Linked DNA regions of Mus musculus: all the other regions are linked to region 3. A link is a contact called in public Hi-C and promoter capture Hi-C data. All regions are on one chromosome and are shown on one strand. The core of a region is the stretch at or near the end of the contact, and the rest is flanking DNA. Distances in the headings are between cores, read along the strand shown. Region 1 holds the start of 4930429H19Rik (RIKEN cDNA 4930429H19 gene). Region 2 overlaps Chd2 (chromodomain helicase DNA binding protein 2). Region 3 holds the start of Fam174b (family with sequence similarity 174, member B).

Region 1 (3,407 bases), core at 289-2,788, 430 kb before region 3:
TAGATTCTCGACTTTGGAAACCTGCTGTGTGAGAGATTTGACACACAGTCAGCAGCACCTCATCTGGTCTTACTCTTGAGGAAAACAGAGTTAACTCCCGGCTAGGTCAGTAGGAGGGGGACATTTTGTGTCTGACAGATGAGCGAGGTGGGGGTCACATCTGCGTTCCACACCTCAAACAGTTGCTTCCTTTCACCCCGACCCCCATCCTCCCTCACACCAGCCTCTTAAAAGCAACCATCAATCATGACCACAGCAGCAGAGTCTTGGGCTATGAATAGCATGTTATTCCATGAGAGGGACTTCTGTGACTATTAGTCCCTCCTTCTGTCAACCACCCCTGAAAGCTAAGCACGAGGGCTCCCAGTGTCCCCACTTTCCACCAAGGCTCCGGGGAAAGACACAGAGATGGAGATGGTGATAAAAGCAGGCCCGGGCCCTCATTCACTCAGTTCTACCAACCTTTCCGATGGCACCAAGTTGCCCAAGAGCTAGACAGGGCAAAGAAGCAAACAGGAGGTAAGAGGCAACTCTTATGGAAAACCATAAATGCTTCCAGCAGTCCTCCTGGAATACGGATTGATATGAAAGTCATCATGCCTAGTTCTCACAGATTCCAGGTCATACACATCCAGAATACAATGCAGCCAGGCCCAGCAGTTCCTCGTAGGCCAAACACACTACTGCAAACTTGCTTCCCAGGTGATTTGTTATGGGTGGGAACCCTAATCTAGCTACAACTCAATTTAACCATCGGTAATTCCAGCAGAGAGCTTTGAGCTTGTTTGGTGCAGGGGAATTGCCTTTTGAAACAACAGTCTGGAGGCATGCCAAGCCAAGATGTAGCCACAGTTTACCTAGGGCATCAGACAGTGTGTTATTATTTCCTGTAGCCATACCTGACTCTGGCGTGGAGCTATGGACTCTGCAAGGAAGAGTTATGTCCTCCTCATCTGAAGAGAAGCCAGGCTGGTAGGAAGTGTGAGCAAGTGTGTCCTGATAACATCAGGGAGAAGGCAGCATCCAATGGCTTTGACTTTCCATCGATTGGAAAATAAGCAGTCACTGAAAAGCCAGGGCGTCCTAGCATATCTCCAAAACACAAAGGTTCGCGTTCAGTATGTGTCTGTATCTCTGTCCCCTTTTCTCCCTTTACCTAGATGTCTCTCCGTCTTTGGAATTCCCAGAGATGCCTATGAATGTGAGTGCCCTGTCACAGAGCTTCTGAGTTTGAATTCTCACATGGGTTTCTGTCAGGCTCCATCTGCTTCCAGAACTGTGTGCAAACACTTACATCCAAAACCCAGAAAAAAAGGAGGGGAGACATAAAACATTTTTATTTGTTCTGACCAGAAAAGACATATGATCCAGATTGTGTGAAAGAAAGACCGAAAAAGAAAGGGAAACAGATTGTCGGTCCTGGTCACGGCCCACAAGGAGCCTCTCATGCCCAAACAGAGAGGTGCCTGCCTACGAGTAAACCAAGACGCAGCGCGTATCCCACGCCCGACAATGCAACATTCTGAACCACTTCCCTCATACAGACCCGGGATGACATTTTGACTTTCTAACTTGTTGCTGTATGGGATTGAACAAATCATTTAGCCTGAGACTGTTCCCTGCTTTGTACAACAGTGCCTAGGAAATGCTAATGAGAAAACGGGAGTGGTAGCGATAACGGTAATAGTGATAATGCTGCTAGTGGAGGAAAGATGGCGACGGTGGTGATGATTCCGTCAAGATGTGATGGTGGCGATAACAGTAGTGGCCGCGTAGATGGTACAGAGATGATGGTGATGCTGGTAGAGGTGGAGACAGCAGGAGTAGTGATGACGACAGCGGTGATGGAGGCCATGGTGGCGGCTGCAGGGTAACCCTGTGATCCGTGCTGGTGTTCGTGGTAGTCCGTGGTGGTGGTAGCAGAGGCAATAATGACAATAGCTAAGGTGGCGGTGGTGGTGTTAGCCGGAGGTGGTAACAGTGGTGACGGTGGAGATGGTAACTATGGCAGAAGTAATGGTAGTGTTAGAGGTGGTGTGGGCGAAGGCTTTGGTGGTGAAAACAGAGCGACTGTTGGTGGGAGCGACTGTGGAAGCCATGGTTGCCATAGTGCTCTTGGAAGTGGGAGGGGCTATGTAAGCTTGCTCTTTCAGATGCTTTCCCCAGTTTGGTTGCCCTTTAGCAGGACCAGACCAGTCAGTGACAATGTGTCTCTACCTTTCAGAGACATTTCTCCCTAGAGGACTTTCAGAGTCACCATTACATGCTGCAAACCCTTCAGCCCAAGTCAAATAGAACCTAGGTGTGATTTTTAACTCCTCAGTCCTCAGCAAATGGAGCCCAGGCCACCTTCAGGGCTGGGGAAGTGCTGTGTCTCCTCCTCCCGATCTTTCCACTTCTCGCCTCCCACAGGGCCTTTCCACGTTCTCCCCTTCTCCGGTTCACTCTGAAAACCTGACGTCTTGCTGACTCTCTGATGAAAAAAGCAAGAGAGAACACTAAAATACAGATCTCTCTCACCAAAGCCTTCCTCTCCCTGTCCCAGCTACATAACATTTCAACGAGGTTTGAAAAACAAACTGGGAACCAAGGTGCATCTCCTACTCAACAAACTGGAGTTCCAAGAATTTTGAGTCAAGGGCTGAGTGACAATTTATCTGTAGTGAGATCTCTCTCTTTTTTTTTCCAGTACATACTAATTGTATAAAATAATGGTTTTTATTGTGACGAATTTCACACATGCATGTAACACTTTTGAGTAACCCATTTTGAGAATGTTAACTGAGAGCTCCTTTCACTCTTACACAAAAGGTTCTGAAGAACCGAACCGTGAAGCAATTTTGCAGAAACTGTGTTCTGTGGAGGTTTGGGGAAGTATCGGACAGTGGGGATATGAGAGCTGAGTTGGGACCCAAGCTCAAGTCCGAAGCCATGACCAGCAATCCATGCCGTCTCTCACCCCTCCATCTCGCATCTGCATCGCATCTGCAAACTGGGCATTAATCTACACAAAGGTGAAAAGTCGATTTGTAAATGGTGACGGACTCTATAAACATGGGGAGTTTGTTTATTCTCTGGTTCACATAAACATCTTTACTTTTACTTTTATGAAAGTTGTGGGTCTCAGACTGAACTCAATCGTTTTGCATAGCTGGGCATGATGCTGCCCTTCTGACCCTCGCCTCTGCCTCCTAACTGCTGGGGTTACAGGTATGTGCCACCATGCCTGGCTTATGTGTAACTGGGAATTTAACCCCAGGCTTCATTCACGCTAGGCAAGCTTGATCAATTGATCGCTATCCCAAACCCTGAACATAAAGAAAATAAACTTTCTTTCTTTAAGCAAAGGTGTGGCTCCCAGCTGTCCCCATGTGACATCACTGAGCCAACCTCATTCCGTTCCCAAG
Region 2 (3,305 bases), core at 472-2,971, 310 kb before region 3:
AAAACACCCATTGAAGGAGTTACAGAGACAAAGTATGGAGCTGTGACAAAAGGATGGACCATCTAGAGACTGCCATATCTGGGGATCCACCCCATAATCAGCTTCCAAACACTGACACCATTGCACACATTAGCAAGATTTTGCTGAAAGGACCCAGATGTAGCTGTCTCTTGTGAGACTATGCCGGGGCCTAGCAAACACAGAAGTGGATGCTCACAGTCAGCTATTGGATGGATCACAGGGCTCCCAATGGAGAAAGTACCCAAGGAGCTAAAGGTATCTGCAACCCTATAGGTGGAACATTATGAACTAAGCAGTACCCCGGAGCTCTTGACTCTAGCTGCATATGTATCAAAAGATGGCCTAGTCGGCCATCACTGGAAAGAGAGGCCCATTGGACACGCAAACTTTATATGCCCCAGTACAGGGGAACGCCAGGGCCAAAAAGTGGGAGTGAGTGGGTAGGGGAGTGGGTGGGAGGGTATGGGGGACTTTTGGGATAGCATTGGAAATGTAAATGAGGAAAATACCTAATAAAAATATTTAAAAAAATAATAATAAAATTAAAAATTCACAAGAAAACAGACTAAAGCGGTGGTCCTCAACCTTCCTAATGCTGACCTTTAACACAGTTCCTCACGTTGTAGAGACCTCCATTCATAAAATTGTTTCTGTACTATTTATGAATCTTAATTATTTTCTACTATTGTGAATTATAAAGTAAATCTCTGTGTTTTCTTGGGTGACCCTGTGGAAGTGTTGCTCAACCCCCAAAGGAGATGTGCCCCATTGGTTGAGAAAACCTGTCCTGACCACTAAGTCAACAGAGGATACTAGAAAGAATATTTCAATCTGAAAAGGATGAATATGCCAAAGAAATCACAGGGAACAAATAAACAATGCCAGGACACATAGAGCAGTGTGTGTGTGTGTGTGTGTGTGTGTGTGTGTGTGTGTGACACCCATGCACATAGGAGTATATTGCTGTCAATGGTGTTTTATAGGCCATCTAATACATTACTAGGCATGGAAAGTATCAGGAGATATGAAATATAATGAGCTAAGCTAATCAAACTGAAATTGACTCAAATGACATCATCAGCAGGTGAGGAACAATTCTGATAAGTACAGTCTAGTCAGCATACCACACTTCAAGCAGGATAACATTAACAACAATTTCAATTTCCAGAGGAAATGGAAAATGGCAACATTATTTGGAAAATATTGAAAATCTTTCAAATTTATAGGTATGAAAAATAACCCTACATATCCAAAGAGCTGGGTGATTCCTGAGTAAAAGAAATGCAAAGAAAAGTGAGTCAGGGCTTCAATGTGCTGAGCAGAAAGCACCTGCTTCATGCACTCAAGCCCGGGGTTAATCTCTGTACTCCATTACAAGGGAAGGAGGCAGGGAGCGCAGGCCGGCAGGCAGGCAGGCAGGCAGGCAGGCAGGCAGGCAGATAGCACAGCCTATGATAGGGGACAGAACCAGGCATTCAACAGTAACTGTCCGTAAAGAGGAAAAGGGAGAAGACAGGCGTTTTTGTCAGAAGGCATAAAGCAGACAATGGAGGAGCATCTCACAGTACTGAAACTGGTTACTGAAAACTTTACATCCAGCAAAAATACCCGTCAAAATAAACACCTCCTCACAGTGCAGCCTCAGTGAACACAAGGACAAAAGGACAGACCAGGCAGAAATGCAGACCTGCACAGAGAAGCCTGAGGAGATGATGGGAAAGCAGGAGGCAGAGAGCATGCAGGCTCCCTCATGAGGTGGCTAATGCAGGCGACAGCTACGCATCTAAATGGTAGATCTCCCAAAACAACAGCAGGAGACAAAAACGCTGTGTAACTATTGCCCCACTTTAAATTCACAGAGCAGTCTATAAGCACAAAGCATAACATCTGCCCAGGGAAGCCCACAGGTGCCAAGAAGTTCAGTCAACAGCCAGATGTTAAGTGAAGTCTCTCACACTTGCCAACTCACAGTGTGAAACTGGCTTGTCACTTCACTAATGGCACTGCACAGCTGTAGAGAAATAGAATTTCAAAAGGCTGACTTAAATTATTGGATCCGGGTGGGCAAGGACCACAGACTGGTGCCCACCTCATGTGCCATGTTATGAACTACTACCATTGAGTCTGTATTGTGTGTATTCACTCATAGGTGATGTGTGGACACACATTCAGGTGTGTGAGGTACGTGAATGTGGAGGCCAGAAGTCAGCCTCAGCTAACATACCTCAAGTACCACTCAGCTTTTAAAGAAAAGCATCATACTAATTTATTCATCTATTAACTCTGTGTGCACATGTGTGTGTGCACATATGCCACCATCCACTGTGTACACATATGCCACCATCCACTGTGTGCACATATGCCACCATCCACTCTGTGCACATATGCCACCATCCACTGTGTGCACACATATGCCACCATCCACAGGCAGACTGACCTCAGCTCATCAGGCGTGGCTGCAAGCACCTTTACCAGCTAAACATCTCATTGCTCTAACCTTGTTTTTTTGAGACAACATCTCTCACTGAGACCTGTAGCTTAACGATTAGGTTAGGCTGGCTGGCTACTGAGTTGCAGAGATCCTACGCCTCTCTGATATTTGCAGGGAAATGGATGGGGAAGGTACACAAGGTGACTCAAACTCAGAATTCTCCTTTATATGTGGATGCTGCCCCGTAATGTACACATGTAGTCAGGTTTAAGAACAGGAAAATTCTATGAATCTAGAAAGTAAACCAAGAGGAGATATATTATGTGAGAAGAAAGTACGGTGGCATGGGACTTCCAGGACACATGGGACATGAAAGAGGAAAAGAATCTGGCAGGGAGTCACAAGGGGAAATCAGGACAGTAGGAGGGTGGGAGAGATGGGGGAGGAGAAACAACTTTGTTCAAAAATGCCATAGTGATATGGAACACATTATATGCTGACTTGAAAATATAATAAAACCACAAAAGAGTGCCAGGAGAGCAGTGTCCTTTCGTCTAGCAATGTGTGAGATACTCCTAAGTTGCCTGTGCCATAAATAACACCCCACCCCAACTCATGCAGCAAGCACAAGAAAGCTCACTGGGTCACAAGCAAAGACATGGAAGGAGGAAGGAAGCCTGTTGGGAGGGAAACTGCACCGGTCCAGAGAGGGAGGAGGGGCAATGGGGTGAAATTACCAAAAGCACATGATCTGTGCGTGTATAAAAGTCTTCAAGAACAAAGCAACACTTTTCAAAAAGAGGACAGGGCTGGGGAGACGTCTCAGGTGCTAAGAGCACCTGCTGCCCTTGCA
Region 3 (3,372 bases), core at 353-2,852:
GAACTTTCCTCTAACTAACAAATTTCAAGGCTGTGACATCTGAAGCTTGGGGAATTATGGACGTCACACCTAGATCTTTAGGGAATTTTCTGTGTATATTCTGATACGAAAACAAGACTTCTCCATCAATGTAGTTCAGAGCTGGAATACTTTAACCATAGGATTTTTCTTTTCCTTTTTCTTCTTTTGGGTCTGGATCTTACCATGCAGTTCTGGCTATCTGGGAACTCACTATGTAGACCAGGATGGCATCAGACTCATAGACATCTGTCTACCTCTGCCTCCTCAATGCTGGGATTAACGATGTGCTCTGTCTAGCAGATGATCTTTCTCTCTCATCCCTGTAGCATGCTTGAAAACACTTGATACACAAAGTGCTTGGTGGGCAATGACTTCTGGGAATCTCAATATTGCTCACCCCACCCCCACCCCCAGTGTATATGGCAGACAGCTGTTAGGTGGCCCTGATGCTCCCGCTTCCTGTTATTTACGTCATTGTGACGCCTTCTTTCCTGAATTGTGAACAAAGAGTGGTGGTATGCATCTAATGAACCGATTCAGGAGAAAGTGTGGGGGTGTCACATCTGTAATTAAGTTTTACAGAACTGTCTTCTGTCCGGCTCCCTGAATTTATTGCTAACTGGGCTTGAACACGTTGAAGATGCAAAACGCTCTGTTGGAAATTCTCACCGTTAGAACTTAGGGCAGCTTCTGACAGACAGAGATGGGGAATGGAGGTTCGGGGCTAGCAGTTTGTGAAGCGCTGAATCAGTCAGGGAAAGCCAGTTGAGCTCGGGGACAGATCAGCTCCCATGTGAACCTTTTGAGGAGATCTGGGGGAGGGGGTATTAGTTTGATCTTAAACTTAACAAGATACCTTAAAACAGGACAACCCAGATAATGGGGATTGTGGTGACCTACTAGGTTTTGGGATAATTTGTTATGGAAGCTTGGTTATGTAACTATAGACAATGAATGCATCGTTATATTTGTCTGTTTCTCTAGCAGGACCAGAAATGAGCTGATCAAAGTCTCTTGGTCCTTGTTCTGTATGTTTAGATATTTACTGATCATTGGGGAGCACCTTCCAGATCATCCAAGGTTCTGTAACGGTTGCTCCAGGAACCCACTCAGCACTGTATCAATTCCTGGACTCCCAAGAGAATAGTCTTTCCCCACCCCAACATTACTTAGTTTATATACCAGAGACAGAACCACAATAAATTACTCCTTGGAGTTTGAAATTTAAGTCTGGTCTGGAGAAGGAGAGATTACTTCCAAAGGTTCACCAGCTGAAGTGCAAAGGGCTTGCAAACTCTAGGTGGGAAATCTGGGTTGCTGTGAGCTGACTCCCTGCGTGCTAAATCAACAAACCAGGGCAAAAGAATACCTGTTTCCAGAGAGGGCTGCCATACTGAAAGAAATAAATCGCGTGAACAGTTCATCATTCTGCCTGCCCGGAGCAGAGTGAGCCAAGCAGTTAGGATTCCTCCATGGGGTCTTAGGTCCTGATCGGGTTGGGCTACCCAGGGGCGGAGCGCAGCGGGGACCCAGCCGAGGTCTGCCCCGCCCACGCGGGGCCGAAGCCCGTCGAATGACTCTGTGCAACGTGTTGGTGGCTGCAGCGGCGGCGCGGGTTCTTCCGGGCTCTGCAGCTTCCTGCCGAGCATCGCGCAGCCGCCTCGGCAGCCGGAGACCCCGGCGCAGGCCTCCCGGGTGCCAGCCTCTGGGGCTCAGGCCTCCGGGGTGCAAGCCTCCGGGACGCAGACCTCCGCACCGTGCGTGCGCATAGTGCACCATGAGCGCCCTGCCACCCCAACCGCCGCCACCGCTGCTGCTGCTGCTGCTCGCGCTCCTGGCCGCGCCCGCCGCCCTCGCTCGCAGAGCCGAGTCCGCTTCGGCCTCCCAGCCCGAAGCAGAACACCAGCCTCCGCCCGGTCCCGGGAATGCTACCCAGCTGGGATCCGGCATGGCGGGCGGGGGAAGCTCCAACAGCAGCGTCGACGCGGTGGTGACCCGCATCTCCAGTCTGCTTCGTGACCTGCCTACCCTGAAGGCGACGGTGATCGTGGCATGTGCCTTCAGCGCGCTGCTCATCGCCTGTCTGCTGCTGCGCGTCTTCAGGTGGGTCGCGTCGCCCAACTCCTTGCCCTGCTGGCTCCATGGGCGGCGTCACCATGCTGCTGCTGCCGCTGATGCCACCGCGCGTCCTCCCCACCTGCGCGCACAGGTGCTCGCTCTCGGCGCGCTCTCGCCAGGCGCGCACTTTTCTGCTCTCTGCCTGGGTGGGATCCGGAGGGCGGGCGCGTGCATTTGGTTCTTCCAGGGCACATCTCAGGAACCGTTTCCCCCTTTAAGGCTGTTTGGTGTGTTCCAAGTCCTAGATTCTATTGCTTTCCTCTGTTCACGTTTAACACCAACTTTGAGTTCCGACCACCTTCCGTGGAATGTATTTTTATGCCCACCTCACAGACAAGGAAACATTCAAAGAGAGTTGGCTTACACAGGTACTCAGCGCTTGAGGGACAATTTGGACTAGGGTTCTCCTATCAAGAACTTTGCCCCTTTCCCCCTTTGGCAGCTCTCCTCTGTTTTACCAGCTCTTCGCCCTCTTTCACCTACAGAAAGCAGAAGCAGGGAGCGAGGGATGCCAGAGGAACCTGGGGACACTTGCTTCACACACCTGATGTTGGTTACAGGTTTCAGGAGGTTTGGTGACCCATGATAGCTTTGGTGACGGCCCTCATTGTTCACTTGGAGTCAGCGAACGCCCAGAACGGCTCTGAGCTTGGAGGTTTGCAGCATTTAGCTCAAAATAGTCCCAGCCCACACAGCTGTGTACTTTTAAAAGAAGGCATTTGAAGTATTTTGCCAGTCTGCTCCTTATTACCCAAGAGTGGGGGAGAAGACAAAGCACATGTGGCCAGATGTGAGGGGACAAAGTAGGAGATGTGGCACTCAGGCCCGGAAGGGAGAGTCCTTGGCTTGGGTGTGGAAGGAAGGAAGGAGACCACTTAATGAGATAAACTGCTTCTGGGCATGATCTGTACCCTCTTCCTGGAAGACAAGCTTGTTAGTTGAGTTTCTTAGGTAGACAGCTGCCAATCTAGATTCTGATTTAGATAGGATGTGGAGCACTTTACAGCAGGGACTATTCCCCTAGTGTTCCTTTGTCCATGTTGAACAAGTAAGTATTGTTGGATTCTGTGTGGCTAAAGGTGGGGTGGTGCACCTCGACTCTGCTGCCTGGTGGTCTGTTCTGTGGCTGTTGTCCCTGGTCATGCTCCCCCCGTGGACTTGATTAACTAGCCCCAGCATGTCTGGGCTGCTGGCCAGGGGTCCTTTGTACCTGCTTGCTTTCCATCTTAGCTT

The links. Promoter capture Hi-C pulls out the DNA fragments that hold promoters and counts their contacts. A called contact is a pair of places that touch in the nucleus more often than the background predicts.
Region 1: a contact with region 3 is called in a promoter capture Hi-C map of stem cell-derived epiblast-like cells, with 4 times the contacts expected there. The contact joins the promoter of 4930429H19Rik here to the promoter of Fam174b in region 3. A contact is called at or near these places in 2 of 39 promoter capture datasets (pre-B cells and stem cell-derived epiblast-like cells).
Region 2: a contact with region 3 is called in a Hi-C map of cerebral cortex, with 4 times the contacts expected there. The contact joins the enhancer-like site here to the promoter of Fam174b in region 3. A contact is called at or near these places in 3 of 39 promoter capture datasets (embryonic stem cells, hematopoietic stem and progenitor cells and stem cell-derived epiblast-like cells), 3 of 484 Hi-C or Micro-C datasets (Th1 cells, cerebral cortex and embryonic stem cells) and 1 of 115 datasets of contacts at active chromatin or transcription factors (embryonic stem cells).

Annotation. Positions count from the first base shown.
Region 1 is chr7:73,308,842-73,312,248 of GRCm38.p6, forward strand. It overlaps 4930429H19Rik (RIKEN cDNA 4930429H19 gene), which reads left to right and starts at 1,539. Exons shown (of 3, transcript NR_105062.1): 1 at 1,539-3,014.
Region 2 is chr7:73,432,085-73,435,389 of GRCm38.p6, forward strand. The region is part of intron 38 of Chd2 (chromodomain helicase DNA binding protein 2); the gene reads right to left. Among named protein-coding and RNA genes, the nearest start is that of A730056A06Rik, 58 kb to the left of the region's middle. Within about 2 kb of position 1,722, at least 12 of the 459 cell types and tissues checked have an H3K27ac peak or open chromatin away from gene starts, as enhancers often do. A contact at or near this core is called in cerebral cortex, where this site is marked.
Region 3 is chr7:73,738,705-73,742,076 of GRCm38.p6, forward strand. Fam174b (family with sequence similarity 174, member B) reads left to right here and starts at 1,603. Exons shown (of 3, transcript NM_001162532.1): 1 at 1,603-2,124. The coding sequence starts at 1,799.